2 separate regions of the Sus scrofa genome follow, and region 2 is linked to region 1. Evidence: chromatin contacts called from public HiChIP or PLAC-seq data. All regions are on one chromosome and are shown on one strand. The core of a region is the stretch at or near the end of the contact, and the rest is flanking DNA. Distances in the headings are between cores, read along the strand shown.

Evidence for each region. HiChIP or PLAC-seq counts read pairs in DNA pulled down with a chosen protein or histone mark.
Region 2: an H3K27ac HiChIP or PLAC-seq map of alveolar macrophages shows a contact between it and region 1. The contact joins the promoter of EWSR1 here to the promoter of XBP1 in region 1. A contact is called at or near these places in 2 of 47 Hi-C or Micro-C datasets (embryonic fibroblasts and liver) and 1 of 2 datasets of contacts at active chromatin or transcription factors (alveolar macrophages).

What each region holds. Positions count from the first base shown.
Region 1 is chr14:46,014,276-46,019,359 of Sscrofa11.1, forward strand. It overlaps XBP1 (X-box binding protein 1), which reads right to left and starts at 2,251. Exons shown (of 6, transcript NM_001271738.1): 1 at 2,004-2,251; 2 at 861-957. The coding sequence starts at 2,236.
Region 2 is chr14:46,405,320-46,410,279 of Sscrofa11.1, forward strand. It overlaps EWSR1 (EWS RNA binding protein 1), which reads left to right and starts at 3,404. Exons shown (of 17, transcript NM_001252048.1): 1 at 3,404-3,416. The coding sequence starts at 3,404. It overlaps RHBDD3 (rhomboid domain-containing protein 3), which reads right to left. Exons shown (of 7, transcript XM_005657361.2): 1 at 3,536-4,960; 2 at 2,516-2,644; 3 at 665-980; 4 at 1-121. The coding sequence starts at 938.

The DNA of each region.
Region 1 (5,084 bases), core at 1,001-3,500:
TGCTACAGGTGTTGTCAAAAACAAAAAAAAAAATGTCATCTCATGGGGTCACCTTTAACACAATACCCCCGACTACTAATACAGACCTCAACAAAGGTAACTTGTGGCTTTAATTTAAATATGATTGGTTTTTAAAAATCCTATCTTGAGGGAATTTCCGTTGTGGCTCAGCGGTAACATATCTGACTAGTATCCATGAAGAAAAGAGTTTGATCCCTGGCCTCAACCAGTGGGCTAAGGATCTGGCATTGCTGTGAGCTGTGGTGCAGGCTGGCAGCTGCAGCTCTGATTTGACCCCTAGCCTGGGAACTTCCATATGGCGAGGATTTGTCAAATCCACAAATCCTGTTTCAAAGTAGCAGGTAGAAATAAAAATGGTAGTGATGGACTGTAAAATCAACAAATGTTAAAAAAGAAAAAAAATACCACAAATACTCCTTAGTATTCAAGATGTGTAACTGACAACAATTTAAGTTTAGGTAACAAATGGACCCTAAAAGGGGAAAGGAACCCTTGGTGGACTTTTGGCCAAGACAGGAAAGGTCTCAAGTTTAGGTAATGATTTCCTATTTGCTTTTACTACTTAGTACTAACTGATAAAAGACTAATGTAATGTAATCCACCAACTCTTAAATATAGCACCAAATGCTAGAGTCCATTACTCTGCTCTCCTCAAGCTTCACACTTAATCAATTACCTATCTACCCTCACTTAGATTAGTTTAAGTTTTAATTATACATCCACTTGTATTCTAAAGGGGATGAAACAACTCAAGGCATTATTGCAAATAAGAGACCATTCACCAAGGGAAGATACACACAATGGATAAAAGATAAGAATTTGATCTTAAGTATTTTTACCTCTTCTTCCAAATCTACCACTTGTTGCTCCAGCTCACTCATTCGAGCTTTCTTTCGGTCTCTGGCAGTCTGAGCTGCTACTCTGTTTTTCAGTTTCCTGAGGACAGAAAGAGATACCACACTGACTCATCTTAAACCTTATTCATAGCTTTATTTGAAAACCTGGCCAGCTGGTGCTTTCATTTTTAACTTATAGCATAAGGCAGACTAATGGTAAAATACACTTCAGACTTCACCCTTCAAAGAAACAAAACCGAAAAATTAGCCTTCTGTGGATCTAGCTTGAAAACCTGCTTTATTCTCCCCCATATTGCGTCATCCACCTCAGTCTTATCCCGGCCACAGCACTGAGGCTGGACACACAGCGTCATGAGATATCTCCTCCTCCCCTTTCTACTCTGCTGCTGCTTCCCGACTCCCTCGAACAGGATCCAACCCGGACTGATTAAATCTAATGTGGGTTGCAATGCCGCTGACATAAACGCTCCCTCAGCAAACAGCTCAGACGGGTGAAAGGCTGAGGCGATTTTTGCCCTGGTGCTGAGGCCGGTCGGCTCGAGAAGCACTTAATAAATCACAAAAAGCAAACAGATCATAGAAGAACTAATATTTAAGGAGGACTAAGTACTAGATATTTCTCTATTTCCCCAACGACCTCAGGAGGCAAATATCATTTTAAGGACGCAGAGACTGAGTTTGACTAGTGAGCCTTCTAAGGCTCACAGCCCCTTCAACAGCTGTCATTTCAGACCCGTGCGCCTCCAAAAAGGAGGTAAATCAATGGACTCCATGTTACAGCCCTAATTCAGAGAAGCTTAACAACGGATTTGTGGTCACACAGCGAGAGGGCCCAGAACCCAGGTACTCGCAGACCCAGCTGTGGTCATCTCTAATGAGAGAGAAAAGAATTTAATAAAAAAGGCCTGCTCAGCCCTGGACTCCACCCAACGCAGTAGAGCGGCCGGTCCAGACTTCCTGCCCTCGCCCCGCCCCGCGCCACGCTGGCGCTGGCACCCAAAAGGCCGTCAGAGACCGACCGTGGCGGGAGGTCAGCTCCCGGCCCAGAACCCCTGTCTCTCCTTCGGATTGGCTCTCAGACCTCGGGCCCTAGCCCTCTGGGTCCGCGCCCCGACCCTCGCCCACCTCCGTAACGCCTTCTCTTCGGGGCTCAGGTGCGTGAGGCGCTGTCTCTTGCGCGTCTGGGGCGGCCCCCCGCTTGCCGCCTCCGGGCTGGCCCCTCGCTGGCCCGGCACCATGATAGGCAGAGCCCGGCCGGCCGGAGCTCCAGCGGCGGCGGCGGCGGCGGGCTTCCCGGAGAGAAGCAGTACTTTGGGGGCCCCGGCGGCCGGGCTCTGCGCAGCTGCCACCACCACCATGGCTGGAGCGTGTCTACGCCTGTGCGCGCCGCCGCCGCCCAGTGGGCCAGCCCCCCCAGCGCCCAGCCTTTCTAGGATCGTGGCCCTCCACGATTGGCCAGCTCCGTGTGATGTAGGCATATCTCAGCGCCTATTGGTCCGGTGGACCCGAAGGGGGCGGTGCCAGGGCGTCCAGCGTGGCATCCGCGGTGCTGGGCTGGGGACGCTGGGCTTTTTTTTCCGCTCGGCTGACCGGTAGGCGTCGCTGGGTGGCGGGCTGGTAGAGGGTTCTGGAGGGCTGGGTTGTGGAGAGCCCCTAAGCTGGTGAGGAAGAGTCTGCAGCCCGACGGAGTTTCTTCAGTAAATAGATTTCTCCCCGAATGACAAGAGTTGAATTTCAAACCAGGAGATTTCCAGACTGACGAATTTTTACCAAGACTAACAGATTTTTACCCAGTCTGACAGAATTGTATCTCATTCCCCACTTAGGGCCCAGAGTGCAAAATCGAGAGACAGTTCAAATTGGGCCTTGGGTTAGAAAAATGCTTGCAAAAACATTCTGCAACATAAGTCTTCAGGAAATGAGGTCAAGTACTTTAAAACTGGGTTCAGGAGTTCCCATTGTGGTGTAGCGGGTTAAGGACGTTGTCCCAGTGAGGATGTGGGTTTGATCCCTGCTTGTAGCTCAGTGGGTTAAGGATCTGTGTGTTGCCACAAGTTATGTGGTAGGTTGCAGATGCAGCTGGGTCTGGTGTTGCTGTGGCTGTGGTTTAGGCCTATAGTTGCAGCTTGGACTCAGCCCCTAGCCTGGAAGCTTCATATGCCACAGGTGCAGCTCTTAAAAAAACAAAACAAAAACTAGGTTTATTGAATTAGAAAGATGTGGTATATATACTCAATGGAATACTACTCAGCCATAAAAAAGAACAAAATAATGCCATTTGCAGCAACATGGAAGAAACTAGAGTCTCTAGTTCTAAGTGAAGTAAGTCAAAGAGAAAGACAAATATCATATGATATCACTTATATCTGAAATCTAATACACAGCACAAATGAACCTTTCCACAGAAAAGAAAACCATGGATGTGGAGAACAGACTTGTCCATTGCCAAGGGGGAGGGGGAGGGAGTGGGATGGATTGGGAACTTGGTTAATAGATACAGACTATTGCCTTTGGAATGGATTAGCAATGAGATCCTGCTCTGTAGCACTGGAAACTGTGTCTAGTCACTTATGATGGAGCATGATAATGTGAGAAAAAAGAACCCATACGTGTATATGTAACTGGGTCACTATGCTTTATAGTAGAAAATTGACAGAACACTGTAAACCAGCTATAATGAAAAAAAAATCATTATATATTTTTAAAAATTAAAAAAAATAGGTTTAAGTGAAAGCTTAATAAATCATAGGTGTTCTCTCTGAGTGGCAGGAATATGTGTGTGTGTGTAATTTCTAAACTGTCTACTGAGTATACATATTATTTACTTATTTTAAATGAAAATAAGATGTTTCCACGTATAAAAGATGAGGAAAGGTTCAGGGCTTCTGCCTGCAGCAGCCCTTGTGAAAGAGAGGCCTCCAAACTGTAGCTAGAGATCAGTTAAGACACAGGAATATTAAAATGGAGAAACCCAAGGAAACACCCCACAAGGCATTTTCTTTTTCACTTTTTTGAAGCAAATTACAAAATGTTAAGTTCCCTAGAATTACAAAGCAAGACTTTCTTTAACAAGTAGTTACTGCAATCATTTCTTTTAACAAGTAGTTATTGCTTCCTCTGTGCTTAGTACTGTTCTAGGTTCTAGGGACGCAAAGATTAGTAAATCTCATAGCTGGTGCTTGGAAGATATGCAAAAAGTGAACAGATAGAATGGTACCAGGTAATTCTTCAGTGCTATTAAGTCAGGTTAGTTCTTCAGTTATGTTTTGGTGGGGAGGAAACAGGATGGGAAGAAGGAATGAAAGCAATTCAGTCAAGGGACACAGTCTCTGTCATTCTTTGGGTTGGGCAGTGAGTCTTCTTCAGTATTTCCTTCCTCCAAATTCACAGAGTGGAATCAGTGACTTTATTTAAATGGAGCTTGGCACAGCTCAGGATGCCCTGAGCACAGACTACTTCTGTGGTCTGGAAGAGAGGTGGGGACTGATCGGGGACTTCAGGACAAAGAAGCCTGTCTACATATTAATTCTCATGAGCCTTAAGTCAGCTGAGTCCCCAGGCGCCTGCGGCAATGAGAGATTCACTCCTGGTCCCTGGACCATTTGGGAGAATTCTTTGGGATACCTTCTAGTTTTTACCTACACATTTTTTGTTAAAGGACCATGGAAAGCTGTAAGAGGTTCTGAGAGAAGTGGAGTAATTGTCATGCAGCCTTGTATTTAAGATTTGTGAATGCCGAAAGAATGTCTGGCACTGTGTATGAAATCCCAGTGAAATGAAAAGAAATTTAAATCATTTAGACATAAAAGAAAATGCAGGATGCCTATATTAGTCCAGCATGATGTAAATGAGTTACCTTGTGGAGAAGGCACAAGATACTGGGGCAGAGGAGAAAAGGTCGATGAATTGCATTTTAGTGTTGGTTAGCAAGGTAGAAATGGAATGTTAGAATTGACTACTCCAGCTTTGTTTTCAAAGATTTTATCTTTATTTTATTTTATTTTATTTTATTTTATTTTATTTTATTCTTTTTTGGCCATACCGGTGGCATGTGGAAGTTCCTGGGCCAGGGATCAAACCCATGCCACAGCAGTGACCCAAGCAGCTGCAGTGACAACACTGGATCCTTAACCTGCTATACCACAAGAGAACTCCGAGGCCTCTATCTTTTTGATAAACATGTGAAATCATACTCAAAAACAGTAA
Region 2 (4,960 bases), core at 2,154-4,653, 390 kb after region 1:
AGGAACCGCAGTGTGCCCAGATGGCACTCCTGCCGCCAGCCCAGCGTGGTCAGGAGCAGCAGGCTCAGGAGCAGACTGGGCAGGGCCGTGTGGCCCAGGGCATGTGTCAGCAGCCGGTGTGCTGGGAGAGAGAAGGGACTTATGTGCCAGGTTGGTGGCCCTAACCCCTGAGGATATCCCAGGTGTGCCAACTGAGGAATCCCCTTCTGTCAGGACCACCCGCTAAGCCAGGAGCCAAGTCCGCCCACTCCCAGCACTTTAATCACTAGTGGAGGGGACCAGGGGCTTCCCAACACCGTGGCTGCCCTGCTGCTGCTTTAAACGGAACAAGCTGGACCCTACACTTGGGCTTTGGAAGAGAAACCAACCACGGGTGAGTCACTTAACTTCTGTGAACATCTGGGTGCCTTGAATGTAAATGGAAGCTATCATTCTTGGGAAACAGAGGCTCGACTGGGGTCACTCCTCAAATCCCTAGGGTCTCCTCCCTTTCTCAGGCTTAGCTGAGAGCCTTCGTTGATTTCAACAGAAAACCACCAAAAAGGGAGCTGTCTGAAAAGGATTCCTACTCATAGGCTCCCACCCAGGTGGCCCCTCTGCCTGGGTTCTCTGGCCTCCCTTCTTGGCTGTGGTTGAGCTGGGTATGCTCCTGTCCAAGGCTGACCTTCCCTGGGGCACTGGGTCCGATCCCTGCTTGACTGCTGCAGGATGCATGCTGCTCCTGCCAACTGGTCTGAGGCCCTACAGCAATTCTTCTGCCTCCTCCAAGGCCCATGGGGTTGACCCTCACCCTGCCAAGGGTCCAGCAGCAGCTCTGGGGCCAGGACAAGGCTGGGGCCAGCCCCCAGCAGCCACAGGCTGCTTATTAGAAGCATCAGGATGGAGGAAGCGAGAGGCAGCGCCGGAGATGGTAGGCCAGGTGGGCCTCTGGCATGCATAACTTGGCTGAAGGTGGTCAAAGGTGGTCTTGGGGCTGTGTGCTATGGGTAAAGGAAAACAATAACAGTTATATTGTGGCTTTTATCTGACTTCCTTTCAGCTACCCTACCAACAGCATCATTTTACACAAGTAGAAACTGAGGCTGGAGAGGCGGCTCCAGCAACTTGGCCACTGAGGAGCTCAGAGGCTAATCATGTGCTTAGCCATCTGACCATCCTACCCACCTATGTGTGAGGATGAGAAAGGGCCAGGCCAAAAGGTACCTGAGCCCTGATGGGCCCTGAAAAGAGCCTGGAGTGGGAGGGGCAGGGAATGGGAAATTAAACTGGGGCCCTGGGCTCCCAAAAAGAGGGGTGGAGCTCCCCCAGGACAAATTTAGGGCCATCTCCAGCTTTCTTCTGCCTTCCCCTTCCCTCTGGCTGCAGACCAACCACCTTCCTCCCTCCTCCCTTCCACTGGGCTCAGACTTAGAGCACCCAGTGGCCTCAGCTGCCCTTGACCTAGGGGGCAAGGACAGCCAAAGGGCAGGCAGATTAGGGAGGGGGTGGAGCAGAAGGGTTGGAGGAATCCCACACCCTGAGTGCACACAATGACCCTGGACTAATAGAGCCTCAAGCTCAGCTCCTCTGGCTCTAGCCCCCTTTTCATAGAAAGGTTCCACTTCTTCCTGCTATGGATCCCTGGGCAAGTTTGGAACCTCTCCTTCCTCATCTGTAAACTGGGCATTAAGAAAATCTATCCCTTGGAGTTCTGGCTGTGGTGTAGTGGGTCAAGAATCTGACTGCAGCGGCTCAGGTCATTGCAGAAGCATGGGTTCAATCCCTGGCCTGGTGCAGCACGTTAAATAATCCGGCATTGCTGCAGCTGCAGTCTCAGCTGTGGCTCCAATTCGGTCCCTAGCCCGGGAAATTTCCATATGCCACGGGTGCAGCCATTAAAAAAAATAAAGAAAACCCACTCCTCATAGATGAAACCCACCTGTAGTTTCCTACAGAAAAAATACAGAAAATGTCTGCCTGCAAAGCCCTTCCCTTCATCTCTCTGTGAACTCCTATTCACCCTTTGAAGCCCAGCTCAAATGTCCCCTTCCCTCCTCTGCCCCCCCCCACCCCGTATCATGGCTCTTACCCAACCGAATAAGCACCACATGGCCTGTTTTTTTCTAGGCAGAAGGTCTGAACTGGCTGGAGGAGACCTTCTCCTCTTGCTCATGGCCAAGTTCCCCAGGGTGCTCATAGCTTACATATAGCTTGCTTTATGTGTGTTCACTGAAGGAAAGACACTAGCTTGGCTCCAGTTCCCGCCAAAGGATTTGGATAAGCCCTGCCTTTTGATGGGCCTGGGCATCTGTCTAGGGAGACTGGATTTAATACAAGAAGTCAGGCAGGTGCAGCTCTTGCAGGGAGCCAGGGCACCCACTGCAAGCTGCCTCCTGCACGCTCACAACCATCTCTCCCTGGGTACTTTAGCAAGAGTGGGTTTGCCCATGGACAAAAAGAACTGGGATTTGAACGCTCGAGGTCTCAGCCTGTCCATCTATAAAATGGGACGGTGCATCATCACGCCCTGGCCTACCTTACTGGGAAGCCGGGAAGACAGAAATGGAAAGACAAGGACCGGGAAGATTCTTCCGGGTGATGGAAAGTGGGGGTCCCACGGTGTGGCTGGGACTCGGCTTTATATTTTGGGCCTCAGTTTCCCTTTCTGTAAAAACGGGTGTTGGTGGGGGGTGGTGATTAAAGGGCCTCCTTCTCAAACTCGACCGTTACTGGAGGGCCCTCGGGCCGAACACTACGTGCGCGGCCTCCCATCCAGCCCACCCGCCTCGGTCCCCTTGCCCGCAGGCCGGGCCACGTGTCTGGGGTACTCACTGCGGAGCGCGCCCCCCGCCCCCAGAAGGCCGGGTGGGGCCCTCGGCTGGGAGTCGGTGCTCCAGCTTCCCGCCGAAGCCCGAGCGCCCCGAGCCCATTCTACTCGCACTCGGGCGCGTGACCCTGGTCGACCGGTCGGCGCGCCACCCACTCCTCCGCCGCCCGCCGATTAGTCAGCAGTTGTTCTAGGCCCGGGTCCCTTCCCCCAGCCCTCCCGCCGGCCTCCGTTTCCCTCCAAGGCAAACTCTTCAGAGACGGTCCCTAGAGCCAGCGGACGTAACCATTCCAAACAGCCTCGCATCGACCAGAGAATCACTCTGACTTGTTACCAAGATCCGCTCACCGGTCGCTCCCACCCCTGCGGTGCTATTTTGGCCAGCTAGTCACATCCGTTGCTCTTTAGAGAGGTTTAGGACTAGAGCAGCGGGAGCGAAGGACGAGAAAGCTGTGGTTCATCTCTCCTTCCCCTACCCCCGTGGCCTGGCCCGATGGTAGCGCCCGAGGTTGCGGGTTTCGCGCCTGCGCAGTGCGGCGCCTAGAGGGAAAGCGAGAGGGAGACGGACGTTGAGAGAACGAGAAGGAAGGAGAGAAAATGGCGTCCACGGGTGAGTGTGGTGGAGCCGCGGTCGCGCCGGCGGCGGCTGGGACGCCCAAGTTAGGGACCGTTCGTCTCTAGGGGTGACCGGAACGACTGAGTGGATTTGTTGGGAAGGGTGTGAGGTACCCGCCGCGGCCCGAGGAGCTCGACGGCCGCCTTTCTCCTCTCCTCCGCTCCCCTCCCCCCACCGAGCAGGCCGGTTCTGGAACCTTCCGGCACCTCCGGCGCGCGGGGGGCTCGAGGCGGCGGAGGCGCGCTGGGCCAGCCTTGGCCTCCATTGTGTGGCGGCCGTCCGGCCTCGCGCTCTGGGCCGCCCGCCACGTGGGCGGGGCCTGCGGCCTCCGGGGCCCCGCGCGGGGGTGGGGGGAGGGCTCGGCCAGGCCTCGAGCCCCGGAGCCCCGAAGCTCCGAAGCCCCGAAACGGGGGGTGAGAGGGCCGAACGGCGGCTCCGAAAGCTGCAGTTCCGCAGCCCCTCTGACTTTTCCCACCCCAATCTCATTTTCAGAAAGGCAGCCAAAGCCCGAGGGCGACTCTGCCTCGCCGAGAAGCTTGGGCAATAAAAGCATATAAGCTGAAAAGGCTTCACGGATTTGCGAGCCGAGGGGCGCAGACCTATGAAAGGGGGCCCCGTCATCCTTAGAGCCGAGTCGGCTGCGGCGTCCAGTGCCGCCAAGTCGCCCCCTCGGCGGGTTCCAGCGCGAAGCCGAACTTTTTTCTGTCCGACTGTGTTTTAGACGGAGTGTGGGCCCCCCTTCCCCCCGCCCCCACACACCTTACGGCCTCTCAAGTCGGCTCCCTTTTCGGGCTTCGTTTTTTACCATTTATTTTTTTCTCTCCAGAAAGCGGTTATGTGGCTTCCTAGGGCCGTGTTTCAGCAAACGCCGAGGGAGATCTGTTGTGTAATAAGGCCAACTCGGATCGTGAGGCCAGAAATCTCCACTGAAAGAAATTTCTGGCCTCTGACTTAGGAGAAACAAAAGGCCTGGGTGGGAGTGTGCATTATGCTTAAGTAATCGTTCTGCATGTTATTTTGCCCAGGTTAGGCCGGGGGGCTTGTTTATTTCGCTGACTAGAGAGGAAGGAGGCGCGTACTGGAAGAAAACCTGGGGTGGGAGCTCGCTCGAATACGATGACTGGGGTGGTCCTTGCACGGGGTGTTTAACACTCTAGACTGGACCTGCAGTTTGCAGCAGGTTCTTGCGGTTATTGGTAGGGTGGGGCATTTTTGCCCCTCCTGACTCTAGGCCTTTGAGGCAGTTGCAAAAGACAAGAAGGAAATGGGAAAAAGCCCTGGGTCCTTCAGAGTTTCAATTTGAAAAGGGTCCGGAATCCAGCCAGCGAAGGAACGTTTAAGAACTCTCCCCAGTTGTGTGGGTAGTAAACAGGTAGTTAGATGGTGGCTTTTAGTGCCAGGGTACAAAGTGCTCCTGGAAGAGAGGGCGCTGAATTATACCACGTCCAAGACATTCTGGTGGGAAATGGATACCTCAGAGCCCATTACACTTTCCTTTTCCCTACAGTGTTTGAATTTTGTAAATGGAGTGCTACTCT